Regions from separate parts of the Bos taurus genome. Here region 1 is linked to region 2. The links are chromatin contacts, called in public Hi-C maps. All regions are on one chromosome and are shown on one strand. The core of a region is the stretch at or near the end of the contact, and the rest is flanking DNA. Distances in the headings are between cores, read along the strand shown. Region 1 overlaps SLC44A3 (solute carrier family 44 member 3). Region 2 holds the start of CNN3 (calponin 3).

Region 1 (2,700 bases), core at 95-2,594, 62 kb before region 2:
TCCCTCGCGGCACTGTGGTCCCAAACTCCAGTTCTCAAAATGTGGTGAAGTATTAGTTTAAGCTTCACTAGGTGTAACCAAAGCCTCTTCCTGAAGGCAGGTTTTGCTGCTTGTGAAGAGATGAAGGCCCCAGGGACATGCACAGCAGAGAAGGGGTGACAGGGTAATATAACCTTTGAATGTGGAAAAGAGTCTAGGGCAGGAAGATGGTGTCTCCGAGAGCCCCCAGTGATTGACCCTTTCCTGTAAGGTGGTATTTAGTTCTTAGGGTGGGCTGTTGAGTGAGTTCTGGCTCCACAGGCTGGCCTGGTTTGTGAGCTGGCCCTCTTTTCAGATTTTCTCTCCCAAGTGGTAAGTCAGCTTCTGGAACATCTACGTCTTCTTCCAGCCAAGCCCAAAAGCGTCTGGAGCCATCACTGGGATGTGACACGGATGAGCGCCATCCAGACAGTGCAGACACCACCCTGCCTTAAGTGGTCAATTCCATCCCTGCGAAACCTCAGAAAACGGATGCCTAAGCCCAAACTTCAGTACCTGGAGGACCAGCCCTTGAGGCCTGTGAATCATTTGTTTCCGTATCAGATGGAGAGCAAGCACTGCCCTCGTCTGCCTGCATCCCTGCTTGAGAACCAGTCAATTCTAAGGCACATGGATCTCCTCAATGGGAAAGTAAACAGTCTTCCTCTTAAAAAAAAAAAAAAAGGACTGAGGAAAGGGAAAAAAAATGTGTCAGATTTTCCTGGCTGTGCTACTTTTCTAGTTTATCAGATCTAAGTGAATTCATATCAGCAATAGCTTCCCTGGCATTTCCTATTTTCAACAATATTGAGTTGAAACACACATCGCCCTTTTTGTGGGACGACTGGATTGCAGCTACTCTGCTCCCAATATTACTTTCATGTTCTCTCTTCCTTCCTGGATGATTTAAATAACAGCAAAATGTGGCCGTTGCCAGCTCTTGAAACATTTCTGGCTGCATTCCTTTTCCTCCCTGAAAACCTAGGCTCTGGTCAAAACCTTAATTCATAGTGACTTATTACCAACCAGAGCGAGCTGTAGAATAATCCATTATGAAGAAAGCAAGCCTCCCTTGGAGCTTCTCGGAAAGGGCCTCACTTTCTAGAACTGGCCTCAGTGGGCCAGGGGAGGGGTGACATCAGCCCTCAGGCCTTTGTTTTATCTTTCAGGTGTGGGGGAGGGGGGAGAAAGATGTGCCCATTCTGTTCTTTTTCACTTTTTTTCCCTGCCTGTGAAACTGACTTTTGCATTCTTGAGAGCTGTGTCATGACAAGTCCCGTAAATGATTCACAGTGAGGTGACCTTTACAGAATGGAGGAGAAATCAGCTGGGTTTCAGGAGCTGGAGAAGCCAGAACTCTTCCTCCCTCTGCTGTGAGCCGGATACTCTCTGGCTGCCAATCCTGGTCATGTGATGTGGTAGTGATTTTCATGACCAAGCTAGTACTGGCAATATTTACAGATGAAAGTGTGTAATTTAAACCTAGGGGATTATTATATAATTAAACTTCTGAAACTGAAAATGGGATCAATACCCAATTTAATGTATTGGTGGAAGTGGTTAGGTGTTGTAAAGAGGAAAACTTGTTCACCTCATCAGTATGTTTTAAAATTTTCTCTTCTTTGTTTGTAACATTGAATACCACCAGAAATATTTCTTAACTTAGTCCAAGAAAAAATTTAGCCTTAGCTAGCAAGGAGTATAAAAATTTTGCCAAATGCAGATGGCGTCACTGCTTTCTAAATTGTTAGTACCATAGATGATTTGAACCAGAGAGAAGTTTTTTTGTTTCTTTCTAAATAGTGTTTTTTAAAATGCTGTCTTTTTTCCTCCTGTTCCCAGAAATAAAAGTGACCCTCCTGATCGCCCGATCCTTTCATCTCTCTCCATTCTTTTCTGCTACCATCAGGGAACAGTTGTCAAAGGGTCATTTTTAATCACTGTGGTGAGGATTCCAAGAGCCGTTCTCATGTACGTGTATAACACTCTGAAAGAGAAGGTAAGGCAACACGTTAAAACAGAGTGTGCTCTGTGTTTGGGTCACAGAAAAGTGAATCACTGGAGAATTGCACTGGGTCCCAGGACAGGAATGTGACCTGTGCCAGGGGCCATTCAGAAAGCTCCAATGGGCTTCAGGTCCCATCCGCACCCCACCCCCAGCAACCTTCCTGTCCAGCTCCCTGTTTTGTTTAAGTTTGTTGGATTTTCTCCAACATGGTGGCACAGGTGGTGTAGGGAGGACATAGTTCTTAGCTTGCTGGGTTTTCTTCCTATTTAAATGCTGAACAAATGGGAGAAATTCTTAAGATGAAATTTAAGCAAGGTTTTATGGATATTTATCATGCTTTTTTAAAGAAAGAAAAATATACCGTAAGATGAGGAGATTTCCCCAGCTTCTGTGTCTCCTGGATGGTGTCAGGGGAAGTTAGTTGCATGTGCCTGTGTGTGCATTCATGCTTAATAGTGAGAAACGGGCAAACTGACCTAAATCTCAGCTCAAAAGACAGAAAACTGTGGGGCTTTTGTGCCTCGGGGTTTTTCTTCTCCCTGGTTTTTATTTCCATGCACATTTGGTTATGAATGCCAGTGGAAACCAAAACACCAGGAAAACAGCTGTTCTCGTGGTATTTCTGGCCTGCCAAATAAGGAAAGGTTGGATTTTTCCCAACTTTTCTGTTCTCA
Region 2 (2,700 bases), core at 22-2,521:
CGCCTCTCATCTCTTTCCCAGACCGAAAGTCCCAAAGATAAACTCAACGCATTCTTATGCTGGGCAAAGTGGCAAAACCGAGGGTTACCAAAGCCCAATCACTCCAAACTACAGTCCACCTCGGCAAATAAACCCTGAACAAAAGCAACGCACGAAGATTTCCTTGATACCGTTAAAGTCTAACGTACTACAAACTTTAGTGTTTTGGTTTTGTTTTCTTTTAAGGAAAAAAAAAAAAAAAGCTCAAGTCTACAGCAGATATTCCCGAAGCGGCGCGCTCAGGCTTTGTTTCCTCTTGCCGCAAAAGCAGCAGCAACTGGCACCGGGATTCGAAAACCAGGAAGGGTTCTGGCCGGCTCCCGTCCTTCCGGTGGTCCTAGGGCCCTTGCCTCAGGCCGCTTAGCGGTCTCCCACCCCGCAAGAGGCGAGGAACAATGGGGACCCAGTTTGCCCACTAACCGCCTAACTTTATTCGCGGCTTTGAATTCCGCCCGGGGGCTAGAGTGGGTGAAGGTCCAGGGTCTGCCAGGGGCCCGGGCCGGGGTGGATGGCGGAGGCTGCTCGCTGGGTCCCCAGCCGTGCCGACGGGCCCCACCTAAGGGCGAATGACCAGGCAGGAGCGCCCCCTTGCCGGAGGGGTGCGTCCTGCAGCCGCGGACCCGCTCCTGGAACCAAGGGACGGCGCTGAGGGATTCCAAGAGCCTGGGAACCCACCGCCCGTCGCTAGCCTCGGCCCGCGGCGCTGGAACAAAGCCAGCTGAGCGCCCGGGAGCCTGCGCTTGCAGCCGGGGACAGGACGGGGACGCGCAGAAACTGTCGCGCACCCCCTTCCCCGCCCCGACATCTACTATCCGCGAAGCCCGCCAGCAAAGGCGCGCGGGGAGAAGCGCGGCCCCAGCCACCCGGGTCTGAGGGTCCCGGGGCGGCGCCCTGCATCCCACCTCTGGCCCCAGGGTCCCGCCCCATCCGAGCCCAGGCGTACCTTGTTCTTGACCTCGGCCGAGAGCCCATAGGAAGGGCCCTTGTTGAAGTGGGTCATGATGATTCGCGCGGCGGGAAGAGGCTGAGTTCGGGTCCGGGGGTTTCTTGCACTCGGTTTCCCCGCTCCTGGCCCCGAAGAGTGGCCGCACTACAAGATGCTCGGAGCTCGCTCTCCTGGGCGGCGCAGGAGTCGCCGGGACGCGGCGGCGGGACGCGGGCGGTGCCTCGGCTACTCGATCGGACGAGGTCCCCCAGACGCTCCCGCTCGGCTCCGGAGTCCCGCACGAACTGCCCCCCACCGCCTCCCCCGGACTTCCAGGGATTGGCCGACTAGCCCGACCAATGGAGGGCCGCCGCCTCCCGCGTCTCTGGAGAGGGGGCGGCGCGGCCAATTGAAGGGCGGCGGGCGCAGCGCTCCCTCCCGGCGCGGATCTCTGGCCCCGGTCCCCGCCCTCACGCCTTGCAGGGTCGAAGCGGCCCCTCCTCCAGGCCCGGCGGAGCCGGCAGCGCCGGCGGAGGCCTGCTCCGCAATGGGAGTCGCCCTGGCTCCCGGGGGCTTCGCAGAGGCTCGGAGTTCGCGTCAACTTCCAGGCATCCGCTTGCGGCCAGCAAAGGGGAGGGAAGCCCACCAGGGTTGACCCGTGGCTGATCCACCGCCTCCTTCTGCCTCCTCCCTGGCTGCAGACCCCACGCGCGCAGGTGGCGGGCAGGACCCCTCCATTCGATGCGGGGGGCAGCCTTGGAGCCCCTGTGCCCGAGAAAGGGGGGCCCCCTCCTCCGACACCTGCTTCTTCCTCCCTTACCCTGCAGCTTCCCACACCTGTTGGTCTGACCTCTCCACTGCTGCCGTCCTGGGAACAGTCAAGGCTTCGGGCCAAATTCGAGCTCACTCTGGGTGTGCTGTACGGAAAAAAGTGGGGAATGTGCCATGGCAGAGCCTGGGCATTTTAAATAATTTTCTGGATTCGCACCAACTCCTTTTTACAAGCATCTTTTATACGGGGTTCAGCTAATCCAAAAACCCAGGTGACTGTTGTCTCTCTCTCTCTCTCTCTCTCTCTCTCTCTCTCTCTCTCTCTCTCTCTCTCTCTCTCTCTCTCTCTCTCATCCGTAGGCTTCTTTGAGCCAGATCTTTTGTGTAGAGCTAAGTAAACTTGTATCCTTTAGGCCAGAAGAGCCTCCATCCTTTCATGGTCCCGCTTCCAACGCATCACTTTCTTTCCCTCAGATCTCAAATAACTTCATAGAGAGGAGGAAGGGAACAGAACTCTCCTCATTCATCAGTGCCTGGCACCGTTCTAGACACCTCCCAAACACGTTCTCATTTTCTCCTCTCAAACAACCCCGTAGGTAGACATTACATCCATTTTAGGGGTGAGAAAGCCAAAACTCAGAGACCGAAGTGTACTGACCCAGGTCTGCCAGCCTCTTAAGCTTTGCCTCTTGCCGGAACTTTCTCGTGCACGCTTAGGATATGTTTCTATCCCTGAGAGTCTAGTGTAAGAGTTCTGTTTAGCAAACACCAGTTACCGTGCCAGAACAGATCATGGAACCAGGTGTGGCAAACTGCTTGAGAGGAGGAGTCAAACTTTTTCCCGTAGTTGAGCCCGCTTGGAACAGAAATGAACAGGGCAACTTTGAAAGAAAATGCACACAAAGTGCTATTAGCTTTTCAAGGGCTTCTGACTGATTTGGTGGAGGGAGGGTAGAAGGTGCAGG

The links. Hi-C and Micro-C count contacts between places; a contact is called where the count stands out from the background.
Region 1: a Hi-C map of skeletal muscle shows a contact between it and region 2, with 3 times the contacts expected there. The contact joins the enhancer-like site here to the promoter of CNN3 in region 2. A contact is called at or near these places in 3 of 11 Hi-C or Micro-C datasets (blastocyst, liver and skeletal muscle).

The regions. Positions count from the first base shown.
Region 1 is chr3:48,630,050-48,632,749 of ARS-UCD2.0, reverse strand. SLC44A3 (solute carrier family 44 member 3) reads left to right here. Exons shown (of 15, transcript NM_001098900.2): 11 at 1,861-2,017. Among named protein-coding and RNA genes, the nearest start is that of SLC44A3, 56 kb to the left of the region's middle. Within about 2 kb of position 1,344, at least 27 of the 102 cell types and tissues checked have an H3K27ac peak or open chromatin away from gene starts, as enhancers often do. A contact at or near this core is called in liver and skeletal muscle, where this site is marked.
Region 2 is chr3:48,567,536-48,570,235 of ARS-UCD2.0, reverse strand. It overlaps CNN3 (calponin 3), which reads right to left and starts at 1,271. Exons shown (of 7, transcript NM_001038179.1): 1 at 983-1,271. The coding sequence starts at 1,039.